Regions from separate parts of the Zea mays genome. Here region 1 is linked to region 2. The links are chromatin contacts, called in public Hi-C maps. All regions are on one chromosome and are shown on one strand. The core of a region is the stretch at or near the end of the contact, and the rest is flanking DNA. Distances in the headings are between cores, read along the strand shown.

What was found. Hi-C and Micro-C count contacts between places; a contact is called where the count stands out from the background.
Region 1: a Hi-C map of ear shows a contact between it and region 2, with 5 times the contacts expected there. The contact joins the promoter of LOC103635427 here to the promoter of LOC103635426 in region 2. A contact is called at or near these places in 6 of 25 Hi-C or Micro-C datasets (bundle sheath, ear, leaf and 1 more) and 1 of 3 datasets of contacts at active chromatin or transcription factors (leaf).

What each region holds. Positions count from the first base shown.
Region 1 is chr8:79,306,868-79,313,801 of Zm-B73-REFERENCE-NAM-5.0, forward strand. It overlaps LOC103635427, which reads left to right and starts at 3,293. Exons shown (of 19, transcript XM_020543320.3): 1 at 3,293-3,636; 2 at 4,262-4,310; 3 at 4,381-4,440; 4 at 4,538-4,629; 5 at 5,715-5,766; 6 at 5,940-6,002; 7 at 6,119-6,168. The coding sequence starts at 3,533.
Region 2 is chr8:79,018,430-79,024,785 of Zm-B73-REFERENCE-NAM-5.0, forward strand. It overlaps LOC103635426, which reads right to left and starts at 4,431. Exons shown (of 3, transcript XM_020542715.1): 1 at 4,150-4,431; 2 at 3,871-3,947; 3 at 3,267-3,798. The coding sequence starts at 4,431. The coding sequence ends at 3,267. It overlaps LOC103635424 (phosphatidylinositol 4-kinase gamma 4), which reads right to left and starts at 2,254. Exons shown (of 2, transcript XM_008657881.2): 1 at 1-2,254. The coding sequence starts at 1,142.

The DNA of each region.
Region 1 (6,934 bases), core at 2,043-4,542, 290 kb after region 2:
AACGTGGAAGTAGGCAAGTGTTACTTAACCGGACCACGGGATAAAAACACCGTGTCTCTTGTGTCGCTTTTCTCTGTGATTGATTTCTTCTCAAGAGCTCTCGGTATAGCAACTTGGTTTAATCTAACTAACATCTTATAAACCAAGTTTGTGCTTTTAGTATTTGATTTTACAGGGTCACCTATTCACCCCCTCTCTAGGTGCTCTTAAAAGTTTAGGAGAGAAAACCTCAGCTCAACTGGCCCGAAGGTAGGTTCAACTGGTGTATGGTCAAAGAGATTCATAGTTGAAGTTGAAGTTCAATTGCAGTTGAGAAAGCTCAACTGCAGCTGAAAAAGCTCAACTGCAGTTGAAAAAGTTCAACTCAGCTGAAGTTCAACTCAACTGAAAAAGCTCAACTACAGCTGAAGAAGTTCAACTCAGCTGAAGTTCAACTCAGCTGAAAAGGCTCAACTATAGCTGAAGAAGCTCAACTTAGTTGAAGTTCAACTCAGCTGAAAAAGCTTAACTGCTTTTCAACAGGAACACTCTCAGTTTCTCAATCTTAACAACAGTCAGACACAGAGTGTCCAAGGGATTTTGGTTTTTCGAAATAGCTTTTGAATATAGAGGCTTGAGCTTTGGCAAACACCAACCTTCTTTTTGGATCCCCTTGATAATACAACGATTTTTGTACTCAAGTTAAATAAAATATAATTAAGTAAACTCCTTGAGTAATTCGTGTCTTGTGTGTGATTTCTCCATGGTGTTGCTTCATAAGGATCACAAACATCTTTGTCTCACCTTTTGAAGCAAACACAAATCAAACCCTATGACTTGCACCATTTCACCATATATGAGTTTAAATCATGGCTTCAAGTCACCTTACTGATGCATCAATATATTATAACTCTTCATGATTAGTTCATCGACTTAGTGCAAGTACTCTCTTCTTAACCTTAGCCATGGTACCTCGGTCCCGTCGCTTGGCCTTCACCTTCGCTTAGTTTCTCGAAGCCCTTTCCTTGCTATCTTCACCCTATCAAGCCATTCTTGAGTCACATCATATTGAGCATCCATTGAGAGAATCATTTCTTCAATATTCTGAACCTTGCTTGAATGTCTTATAGATATAACTGTTAAGATCAATCAAGCTCTAGTTTGATTCTCATAGAAGCATATCTGGACTGATAGTAATATGGTCAAGCCAATTCATGATTCCTCATATCTTATTCACTTTGGCTTGACCAATCCTCTTAATCACTTCATCCTCTATTCTGATCATATGTATGTAGTGATTTCTCAGGTCTTATCCATAAATTCAAACCAATATAGAGATCATATTATATCCATCTGCATTGTCTCACTGGTTATTTAATCTTGTGTTGAATCTTTGTTCACTGATCATTATACACTATTCAAGTATGTTCATCATACTGAATTTCCTGTTCAACACTTAGCAAACTTGTTAGACCTTTAAATGTGTTGTTATCCAAATCACCAAAACTCACAAAAGAGATTAATGCACTTTCAGTGGAATCACCGGACAGTTCCGGTGTGCCCGTCGACAAACAGAACAACCAACGACTAGAATAGTGGTTGGGGCTATAAATACCCCACAACCACCATCATTCAAGTCATCCAAGCTTTCCACTATCTACACTCAATACAAGAGCAAAGAATACACTCCAAAGACATATTCAAAGCCCTAAATTCTCTCCAAGTGCCATAATCAAGTCAAGTGATCAAAAGTGTTTATTGGCATGAGAGATGGTGATTTGTGTTTCATTTGTTGCTCTTGTTTGCTTGGTTGCTTTCTTCTTCTCCTTCTAAACTTTCCAAATGTTTTGTAAAACAAGCAAGAGACACCTAATTGTGTGGTGATCCTTGCGGGGTCTTAGTGACCCATGAGATTAAGAAGAAGCACTCGACCGGTCTAGGTGACCGACTGAGAGAGGAAAATGGTTGAAATAGACCCGTCCTTTGTGACCTCCTCAACGGGGAGTAGGTTCTTTGAAACCGAACCTCGGGAAACAAATCACCGTATCCACTTGTGTTGATCTTCACCATTCGATTTGTTTCTTCCCTCTCCCCTCTCACTAAAAGTTCTCTTGCTCACATTGTTTTGAGTTAGCTCCCAAAGTTATCTGTATTGATTGAGCAATTCATAGCAAGAAGAACTATATTTCGCACTCCAAATTAACTACTATTTATTTCTAACCTAACCCTGGGTGAAGTGCATGTTCAAAGTTTATAATTTTCAGGTTTCGCCTATTCACCCCCTCTAGGCGACTTTCACAAACCAAGCATGTGGGCTTTCCCGAATAGCCACAAGCTTAAGAAAGTTTTGTGAGGCAGTATTCTAGTCTATTTTGTCGGTATTTTACTTTTTAAATATTTGTTTCAATGGTAACATTTTTCAATGTAATGCTACCATCTACTGTTCTCAATAGACGTACATAAGGTGGTGTTTTAGGGGATAAAATGAACAATCATGTTCTCCTTAATTCAAGGATCCATACACAATGAATCCGTTTTCTCTTAATTCAAACGGATTCGGTTCTCCAACATTTTGGGGAAAACAAAGATGACCAAAGTTTTGTCCGTGATCCACCTTAGAGCATATACAACCTGGAGACTATAGCTCGATTTTCCACATACAAGAGATAACTAAGAGACTGCATGATACAACTTAGAGTCTATGTATCATAAATACATTTAAGAAACAATATGTATAAAGAATCGAGTAGTTGTATTTCTTTAATTAGCCTACTAGAGACCCCTCAAGAGACCTCATATTAAACGGGGTTGCACATGCACTTAGAGTGTTTTCCATGTTCCATAAAAGTTGTGCTTTGGAGGAAAAAATTGGGGCCCTTAAATCCAAACTAGCTCTCTTTAGCTAATGTTAAATGTTGGTTTGTTTAAGGCGAAATGAACAAGCCTTTATATATATATGCTTCAACCATACTACAGGTTCCTGATAAAAATATCTCAATGTTAGCTTGATGGCCCTTTGTGTTCAAAAAAAAGAAAAAAATTGCTTGCTAATTAGTGCCTTGGCATTAGATAGAAATCTGAAATGACTGTGATAGACGTTGTTCAGTTTACCGATTTCTTCCTTTACATAGTTATTATACTTTTTTCTTGAAAAATACATCAATTTTCTTTTTCAACCTCTATCCCTTCTTTTTATATATACATTTCTTTAGAAACATACAAATTAGCGCGCCAAGGCGCTAGTTAGACACTAGTTATAGAAACAACAAGAGTGATTTTGAAGGAGCTTTCGATCTGACATGCCTCCGGCCGTGAATTCGATTGATTCCAAGTTTGGACGACGTTAAAAAGGCCCGGTCCAACAGCAAGACAACTGGGCCGATTAGGCCGCTGGCCTATTAGTCCTAGCACATCAGCAGCGTCCATCCGCGGCGCCCGCGCTAGAAAAGAGTCCATCTCCTCCCTCCCTGGCTCGGCTGTCGGCTCCCTTCGCCACCGCCTTCACCTCCTTCCCTCACCTTCCAGAGCCCACTGTTCCCCGGCGGCGGCAGAGATGAACGTGTGGAACTACGTCGTCACGGCGCACAAGCCCACAAGCGTCAGCCATTCCTGCGTCGGCAACTTTACCAGCCCCAACCAGCTCAACCTCATTATCGCGTAAGCGCACAAGCAACCCCCCCTCCTCCCTGTCTTCTTCCTCTCGACGTACGATCTAACTCGGAGCGCTGCTCCCAAATGCTCTAGCACTTGAGATTGGGCAAACCTTGCGGGGTCTCCTAGGGTTTTGGGACGTAGGTGGGGCGCGGCCTAGGGTTTGCCCTCAGCTAGACCACTCTGGAATGCGTGGTTTCCTCTATCTCGTCTAGGTTGTTCCGGATTTATTTCTGCTCACCCTTCCCCGTTCTAAATTTTTTCTTTAATTCCGGAGGGGCAATTTCGGGGTTTGTACCACCCAGTTATGCAATATCTGAGACTAGCACAGTAAAACCCTACCTAGCAATTTGGCAGTCCCTACTGGGATGTTCAACAGTCGAGCTAATACAAAGTGACACATGCCTGGCGTGATTCTCTCTGTATTTGCGATTTATAGCTCATTAGAGCGATAGCTAAACATCGGATGTAGCAACCATATTCTAACTACATGTTCCATGGCAACACAACTTGAGACGTTTGTGTTGAATTTGCTGCCTAGAAATACATGTAACAACAGAGTTAGGATTTTTTTCTGTTGGCAATTGCCTGTACAATCCTTTACTAAGGCACACCTGCATCAACCTTTCAGGAAATGCACCCGGATCGAGATCCATTTGCTTACCCCTCAGGGCCTTCAGGTTAGTCATTTATAGATTTGTCAGCGTAGTTTCACTATGATATCTTCTGCATGATATCTTCGCGTACCAGCCGATGCTTGATGTGCCTATATATGGGAGAATTGCAACGATTGAGCTCTTCCGGCCTCATGTAAGCTAGTTTACAGTTCATCCATCTGAGATACTTTATTTGTCTTTGTGTTGAAGTTTTTTTATAAATGGATTTTCTGTTGGTTTCTTATCCTCAGAATGAGACTCAGGATTTTCTTTTCATTGCTACGGAGAGGTACAAATTCTGTGTTCTGCAATGGGACACAGAAAAATCAGAGCTAATCACCAGGTTTGGACACTTACTCTCCTAGCCTTTCACTTTACACAACATGGATTTATGTTGCAGGTCTCACTTACATGTTGTCTGTAGGAAAACAAAACTGGTGTTCTCTATTTCGTATGGAAAATAATGATTTATTTGTAACATGGATTTGTACAGGGGCAGACGCAAGGGGTGGGCAAGGTGGGCCATGGCCCCACCTTAATTTTATAACTTCTTATACCTAGGTTTAAATATACATTAAAATAAAAAATATATATATTCTTAGTTTTGATTCAACTTTTTTTTTCAGCGCTCCACTACTCAGCCCAATCCCCACCCGAGTCATTTGATTCTCTCTCCTAGCGGCTAGCCCACTCGTGGCTCGCTTGCTCCTTCAGTTATTAACTGATTGGTTAGTGGGTGACCTAACCCACCCGCTGCCAGTTCCACCTTGCCTCCTCGTCACTCGCCAACTCGTCGCATTGTCGGGATCCTACACGCAATGCTGCTAGTTTGCCTCCTAGTCCGCGCCGACGAGCCTCGTCACTCGCCAACTCGTCGCATTGTCGGGATCCTACACGCAATGCTGCTAGTTTGCCTCCTAGTCCGCGCCGACGAGCAGGTAGGCTGTCAGTGGGATCCTACCTTGGCACCACGACACCACCTGCCCTCGCTATATCACTGGGTCCCACAACGTCATCACAATGTGGCAATGGTTGTCGCTTACCGTCGCCTGCCCTCGCTATCCCCTGAAAGTTGTCGCTTCATCGTCGCCATCTCGCGACGGACTCGCCAACTCGCCACAACGACATGCCGATGTGGCCGCTCCGCCCCAGCCTCCCCCCTCGTTGGCCCACCTTTTTCCCCTCTCCGACTCTCCCCTAGGGCAACCAATTTTTTTCCGGGTATTCATGTCATTTTGAAACAATCAGTATTATCACCTAACCTTTACGTTATTATCATGGAGCTACTTTTATCCAGTGGTCTAGTCTAGTGATTTGTCTTTTACAATGTCGCCCCACCTAGAATTTTATCCTGCATCCGCCACTGGATTTGTAGCTTACCTCAACTTGCTTGGGACTAAAAGGCTTTGTTGTTGTTGTAATATGTAGAGCCATGGGTGACGTTTCTGATCGCATTGGCCGCCCTACTGACAATGGACAGGTGAGTTCTTTTTCAGTTTCAACCCTCTACATTTGACTCCTTAATAATATCAAAATTTTCCTTCAATTTGAAAATTTATTTGTCCATCATTTCACAGGGTTTTACATGAATAGTGAGCAATATTTCACCTGTAACAGTAATACTAATGAATGATCTTTTTCTTTATTGTGTAGATTGGAATCATCGACCCTGACTGTAGACTCATTGGTCTTCATCTCTATGACGGCTTATTTAAGGTAAATATATTGTCTGCCTCATTAGGTTTATGGATGCAGATTTGTTCTTATTATAAAGATGTACTCGACATATCCCAAACACACCTCTTATTTCTTTTGCTATCCGTGCTTTGCAGGTTATACCATTTGACAACAAAGGGCAGCTGAAGGAAGCTTTCAATATCAGGTATGAGTGTGGAATTTCTAATTGTTAGTTATTTGCTGAAAAGTATTAATGTGTTCTGGAAATGTATGTGGTAGTAACAATAGATATCGGAGCATGCATGCATACTCAGTATTTCTGTCATTGGGTGGATATCTTTTTGGCACCCTCTGCAGTTTACTTGGAAACCATAATGCGCATGACTTAATCTCGTTTAGATGTCTCCATTCTTCTATCCATCAGTATGAAATTTATGTGGTTATCAATGCTATCAAGTCGTGTAGTCGATCCTAGTCACCATGGAACTGATCAGGCTAGTTGCGATTAGTCTTCAATCAGGGCGACTAATCGTCACTGGTCGCTTCTAGTTGTCAGGTAGTTTTCCTATATAAATCAGAACTAATATACCAAATATATGCTAATATACTATATGTTCTAGAGTACAAATCAAGCATGAAGGAAACTCTAGGGTGGTGGCTGTATGTAGGATTGCAAATTGGGCTGAAGAACATGAGCCCAAGTGGCCTAAGCCATCCCAGATGCAGCCCATGTCCTAAGCTGCCCAATAATTTCATTCTTTCTGGTTGTCCACCCCTAGTTTCCTGACTATTTGTGATTAGTCAATGACTAATCAGATGACAACAAAACTAATCGTAAGTCGTAACCCATAGTCGAGTCCAGCATACCGGCTAGGATGACTAATCACGAGGTTGTCTTGTGAATCAAATTGATGCCAGCGGCTTCTCATGGCATCTTGAGAGCATACTATTGTTCTAGCATTTATCTCATG
Region 2 (6,356 bases), core at 3,181-5,680:
TTGTGGACCTCCTGCACCGGGAACGCGCTGGGTCCCATGTCCTCGCAGCTGCCGCAGTTACTAACGAAGGCCTGCATGGACCCCAGCTTGGGCACCGGCGCCCTCGCTCCGGCTCCGGCTCCGCCCTGCCTGAAGGCTCCGTGCGTGCACCGGACGAGCGCGGTCGGCGGCACACCGGCGAACCCATCATCCGCGGTCCCGCTCCTGGGTGGGTGGTCGAGGATGTAGGCCGCGACCTCCCTCAGCGCCCCCTCCCCGACGCGCGTCCCTTTCTTCAGGCCTTCGCCGGTGGACGACACGGGGAGGCCGCGCGGGTTGTTGGCGGCCATGGGCTCCTCGTCCGCCGGCTTGAACACGGCCACGTGCCGCTGCCCCGTCGCGTCCCGCATGAAGTAGGCTCCCCCCGTGCCCTCCGACGACATGATGGGCGCGTTCCCGCTCTCCATCCCGGCGAGCGCCGCGTCGACCATGCCACGCACCGCCGCCTTATGGTCGCCGCCTACGGGCTCGATCCTGACGTCGTCACGCCGTGGCGGTGGCGACGGCCGCCCGGACCCGGCGTCGCGCGCGACGACGGAGCGCCGCACCAGCAGGTGTATCACGGCGCCGTCGGCCCTGCACACGTCGTGGATGAGGTGGCGGTCGTCGAGGTCCTCGCCCTCGAGCACGAGCCGCTGCTCGCCGGGGCGCGCCGCCGCGGGGTGGTCCTTGGCGATCTGCTGCTTCACGTACCCGACGGTGCGCCCGGGCTCCACGCGGAACCTGAACTTGCCGCCCTGCACGGTCTCCACGGTGATGAGGCGCACGTCCGGGACGCGGATGACCAGGTGCACCACGTTGCCGTCCGCCACGCCGTAGTCCAGGATGCGCCCGTCGTCGCGCGCCAGCTCGCGCCCGCCGAAGACGAGCTTCTGCTTGCGCGCCCTCACGCCCCGGGACGTCTGCACGCGGAGCTTCACCGAGGCGATGGAGTCGGACGCCATCACCCGCATCGGCAACACGGCCAGGCCCGGCGCCGTCAGGTAGATCACGATGGCGGCGGCGGCGGCGGCGAAGGAGGAGGACGACCTCGCGCAGTGCGGACGCAGCGGGAGGAGGCCGCCGTCCCTCGTGCAGACGGCGGTGGCGCCGGCCGCCGACATCGTGGCTGGCTGGATCCTGTCGCCTCGATCTTGTAGCACAACAAGGACGGCTGAGGAGGCCGGCCGGTCAGTCGCGACGATCCGCGTGATCGACGACCTTGTGGCGATGGGATGGAATTGGTGGAACGCCAACAGGCGCCTTCTCCTTTGGTGATGAATTCAAATGCAACGAACAAAGCTTCTAGCCGGCCGCCACCGCGCGCTCTGAAGAAGTAACTACATGGAATGACGTGGAGCTTCTTCCATGGCTACGTTAGTTTGATTTCTTTCGATCTGATCTGCCCCTAGAATGAATTAAGGGAACAACCTAGCCCCGACCGACGACCCCCTTGCTTGTCTCGGCAGGCACAGAGACGTGGCAGTAGCAGAGGAGGCTGCGATCGATGCTAGAGGGGACGGGAAAGGACGATCGACGGACGGTACGTACAGAGCTGGTCCAAGACGACGATGGGGGTGGGGGAAGGGAAGGGGCAACCTCACCACACTCGGTGTCCCTGGCTCGTGTCCGGCGACGGAGTTCGCGAGCGCAAAGGACACGCGAGCGGGCGATGGGTCCTTACCACCAATGGGAAGAACCGAGGAAGAGAGGGAGGCGCCGGAGCCTCTTATATGGATGGATCGGCGCGGCCAGCCGGCCACGCACGGCAGCGCGAACTTCCGCGAAGCTTAGCACACACCACCACCAGCCTGTCCCTGACCCCCTTGTCGATCGCTAGCTAGTAACGGCCGGTCTGGGGGGCAGCCAAAATTAGGGCCAGCTGTCTCTCCTGTCCTGGTTTGGTCTGGACGCATGGCATGGCACCCACGCCGCGCCATGGCTGTACCTCTCCCTTCTTTAACAACCAGCGAGCTGAGCTACACAGCCGCGGGCGCAGCAGTGTCCAGAGAGCCATTCATGCATTCTGTTCTCTCATTCCACTGGTACGCCGCGAATCGAGGGGAGGAAGAGAAGAGGCGCTGCCGTGGAAGAAGACAACGGTTGCAATGGCTGGCTCTGGTCGGCCCAGGTCACTGTGGTTTGCTGGAGTTGGGTTGGACCTGGGCCAGATGCACGGATGCGGTGACGTATGTTTACTTGGTCTGTGGCCGAGGACTAGCTCCACTGAAAGGAACGAAAGATGAACTCTCGTTTGATGACATGTACCACACACTCATTACTCATCATCCATTGCACAATAACGCCTACTTGTTCTAGAGCAAGGGAATTGAGAGTGCTAAATCTTTAAGGCCTTGTTCGGTTCACAGGTTTTTATTCTAGAGGGGGATTTAATCCAGAGAGGGATTGAGTTAATCCTCTCCTTATCATTTGAACCCCTTGGGGGTATAATCCCCTTCGGTTGTAATCCTTGGTTTTAAAAGCTTGTTCGTTTAATCTAGGGAAACATGCAAAGGGAGATAATGAAAGACCCATATCAACAGAATCTAATAGTTCGAAGCAACACAGGCACGCTATCACTGCATGAAGCATAGAGTATCTGGTAATGTTGCTAAGACCTAAAGAACAACCACAACATGTTGTGTGTGCAAAAGTTGATGCTTTTAGTGTGCATGATACTCCTTTGTCAGATACGCAGTCTAAACACTACTTCCAATCACAAGCAGCAGCTTCCCCTGGTATCATCATTGCCAAAATATATATTAGACCCTGCAACCAAATGTAGGGCAGACACTCCTACTACATATGTAACATGAAAATATACATCCAAATTTCAAATGATCACCAAAAGAAAATATACATCAAGTCTGTAGGTCTAATATACATTCAGATTGCAATGGTAAAGAAGCAAGTCTATAGGTCCAATATACATTCATATATATTGGAATGGTAAATATCCCTGGCTTCTAAAAATTTTGCTGCAAAGGAGCACCACAGGCAGTTGAATTAAATCTAGTGGAGAAATAAAGGAAGAGGAGAAAGAAAGGGAGTGCAAAGAAAGATAAAACTAAACAAGCCCTTATCATGCAACGAGACTAAGGTATAAAACTAGACAACTCATGAGCTATCATATCATCTGTATACTTATTGTGTAGAATTCATGACCTCTTATAATGCAAGCTATGCAAAATCGAGTTAGGATATGCAGTTAACCTTAGGTATACCTGCTAAACCATCTCGTCCCTCAACTACATCAATGCAGCCTCTCTATCATCATTGCATGCGCTCAAGAAAATTTGGCGATTGTCAGGGTCCTTGAACACCTTATAGGCTTTGACCTTCTCCTCCTTTGTGACCTCCAATGTGTTTAGAACTGATATGCAATTCTTAATTGAGAAGTCATCACCTCCTCTTGCCTCCCTTTCTCTTGCTAATAGTGTTGCTTCATCTTCAGCTTGTTTGCTTCTAATGTTTAGGTACCTCTCCATCAATACCTCTATGTTGGAACTCTTCTTTTGTCTCTTTGGTCCTTTTTCTTCTCCATTCCTTGAAACAACAACAGTCCTTTTTGGTATTTTATCTTGTTTATCAGCATTTACATCCACTCCTTCAACTTCATACACTTTGTCTTCTACTTCATTTTGTTCGTGGTCTGCCAGAAGCTCTCTCACATCTTCATGGTCTTCTACGTTGATAGAAACATCTCCAGTCCCAATTTGTGTGAGATCTGGACCATTTGGTTGAGTAGAAGTGAAGTTGTAGGTCCCTTCAGCAGTATTGCTTGTACATAGAAGTTTTAGTACAAGGAACAGTACAACATGGTAAACAAGCATAGATGTGACATGGTGAAACTAACCATCATGTAGGTCTCCCAAAGCTTCAAAGAGAGGGAAAGATTTGTTGCGAAATTTCTTAGCCTTTGGAAATGACTGCATAATAAAGTCAAACAACTTATTTACTAAAACAAATTATAGGGCATGTTCTAAATCTTATCCATAAAGTAACTATACAGAAAATATGTACATAGAAGATGCTATAAAATTGTTGCAATCATTTTTCCTATACTAGCATAACACCTTATTTCATATACACTACTATGAAATGTAACGATCATTGGAGAAATAAACTTACTTTGATTATGTTGTCCCATATTTGTGGATGAGCTTGAATCATACACCTCCTCTCATCCCAAGAAACCCCGCTTTGTTTTCTTGCATCTTTCAACATCTTGTAATCTCTCTTTAACTCTTTTTCCTTTTCTTGGATTTGAACTTTTGAGAAACCTGCATATCTTTCCCTCTCTTGAAATTCCTTAGCAATCTTGTTCCATGCATCAGGTGTCCAACCATTGTTACCCTTATATTCAGGAGTATTGTGTTCATGTAACAAGTCAACAAGGGTCTTCTCTAACATAGAATTCCAATTTGCTCTTGTTTTCCCTACAAATCAGCACATAAACAACATAAGAAAGAACAAAGACAAATTAGAAAGAACCAACATGTATACCTTTTGGAGAGCCTCCATGTGTCTTTGAAGCAGCAACTGTAGGAGATTTCTTCTTTTGTGCACCGTTGGATAAGAGCATGTTTAATCTCGGTGACCCTCTTCCAAACATGTTTAATCTTGGTGACCCCCTTCCAACCATGTTAACTTATAACATGAGCATAATTAGAACATGATACTAATAAGGCTAAAGCATACTAAATTTTAGAGAATACTCATTATCACAAAGAAAACTGTTTCATTTCCAAACTAGGAGGATACTCATTACACATTAAATCCTATTTGAATGCACCACTAATTATTTCTATGTTGTTGATAATCGGTCCACATTTGTTGTGTAATTGTGTCTCTAAGATTGTTGCCTTGTTCATTGCCCTGATCGTTGCTTTGATCTCCATCTGGAAGGTCAACAACATTGCCTTGAACATTTTCTTGTTGATCTTCTAACCATTGTTCATCTCCTTTGAGAGATCGAATAATGTTGTGCAACACGGCAGCGGCTATCGGTATCTTCACTTGGTTTTCTATTTTATGAAATGTGGCAACTTTAAGGATGGGGAAGCGTTTCTTTATAACTCCTAAGGCCCTCTCAATATGATTCCTCAACACTGAATGGCGATGGTTGAAGATCTCCTTGTAGTTTTGAGGTCTTCGGTGACCTGCACCATATTCCTTCAAATGATACCTGACTCCACGATATGGGGCAAGAAAAGATGGTGTGTTGGCATAACCACCATATACTAAATAAAACTTCCCAGGGGTACTTGGAAGCCACTGTTCATTGCATCTCTAAGAACTCTAGCATCCGTCGTAGACCCCTCCCACCCAGTAGATATGAAAGTTACATTGAGATCAAAATCATACGCTACCATTACATTTTGAGTAAGGCTGCCCTTCCTATTCCTAAATGGAGCGGCTTTGTTTGGTGATATCGATATAGGCACATGAGTGCCATTGATTGTGCCAATGCAATTCTGCATAGAAAAAACTACACGTGAATTTCTAAACATTGGAAGGAAAATAACAATTATTGACATAACATGGAATAGTCCATGTAATCACCTTGAAGTAGGGATAAAACCTAGGATTCCTTTCAATTTGTTGATGGACATGATTAGGATTTGGTGGCTTCAGAAATTGCTTGGAGTGGGTAGAAACAACTAGGTCAAAGAAATGCTTTATGCGACGATGATATGTATCACCACTATGCCCAAATTCTTCTATTAGGTCTTCAAATGAGGCATTATGGCTGAGCATGTATAAAAAGAATGCTAGCTTTTCCTCAACCTTAATCCTGGTATCACGAACCAGCCTCTCCCTTCTAAGATAATTCACCAATGATTTGAATATTTCAGGCTCCATCCCGAACGCTACCCGACAGTTCTTCACATGACCTTGCAGCAACTCCTGAACATGCTCTTCACCACTTAATTTTGATGTATTCCTTTGCATTTTTTCCTTACCGTGTTGGAACTAGAACCCAACATATGTAGCATAGGTAAAAAAACAGCATCATATCATCATCATCCTCATCTCTCCTCTTCCTAAGGTGATCACTTAATGCCGCATCCATTGCTAACTAAAAAGAATTTCATTGCAGAAAATAAACACCCACATAAGCGAAAAAATATGTAAGAAAAAACATTTAGGATATAACAAGTACCTAATGGAGAGGATATTGGATCCCAAGACGGTGGAAGTTCGTCTTCTCCAACTCGAACCGGTGCAGGAATAATCTAGAAATATAATAGGTTTTTGTTAAAAAATACATCTACAAATATAATACATACAACCATGCGAATATGTGACTTTATTTATATAACAACATACACGAG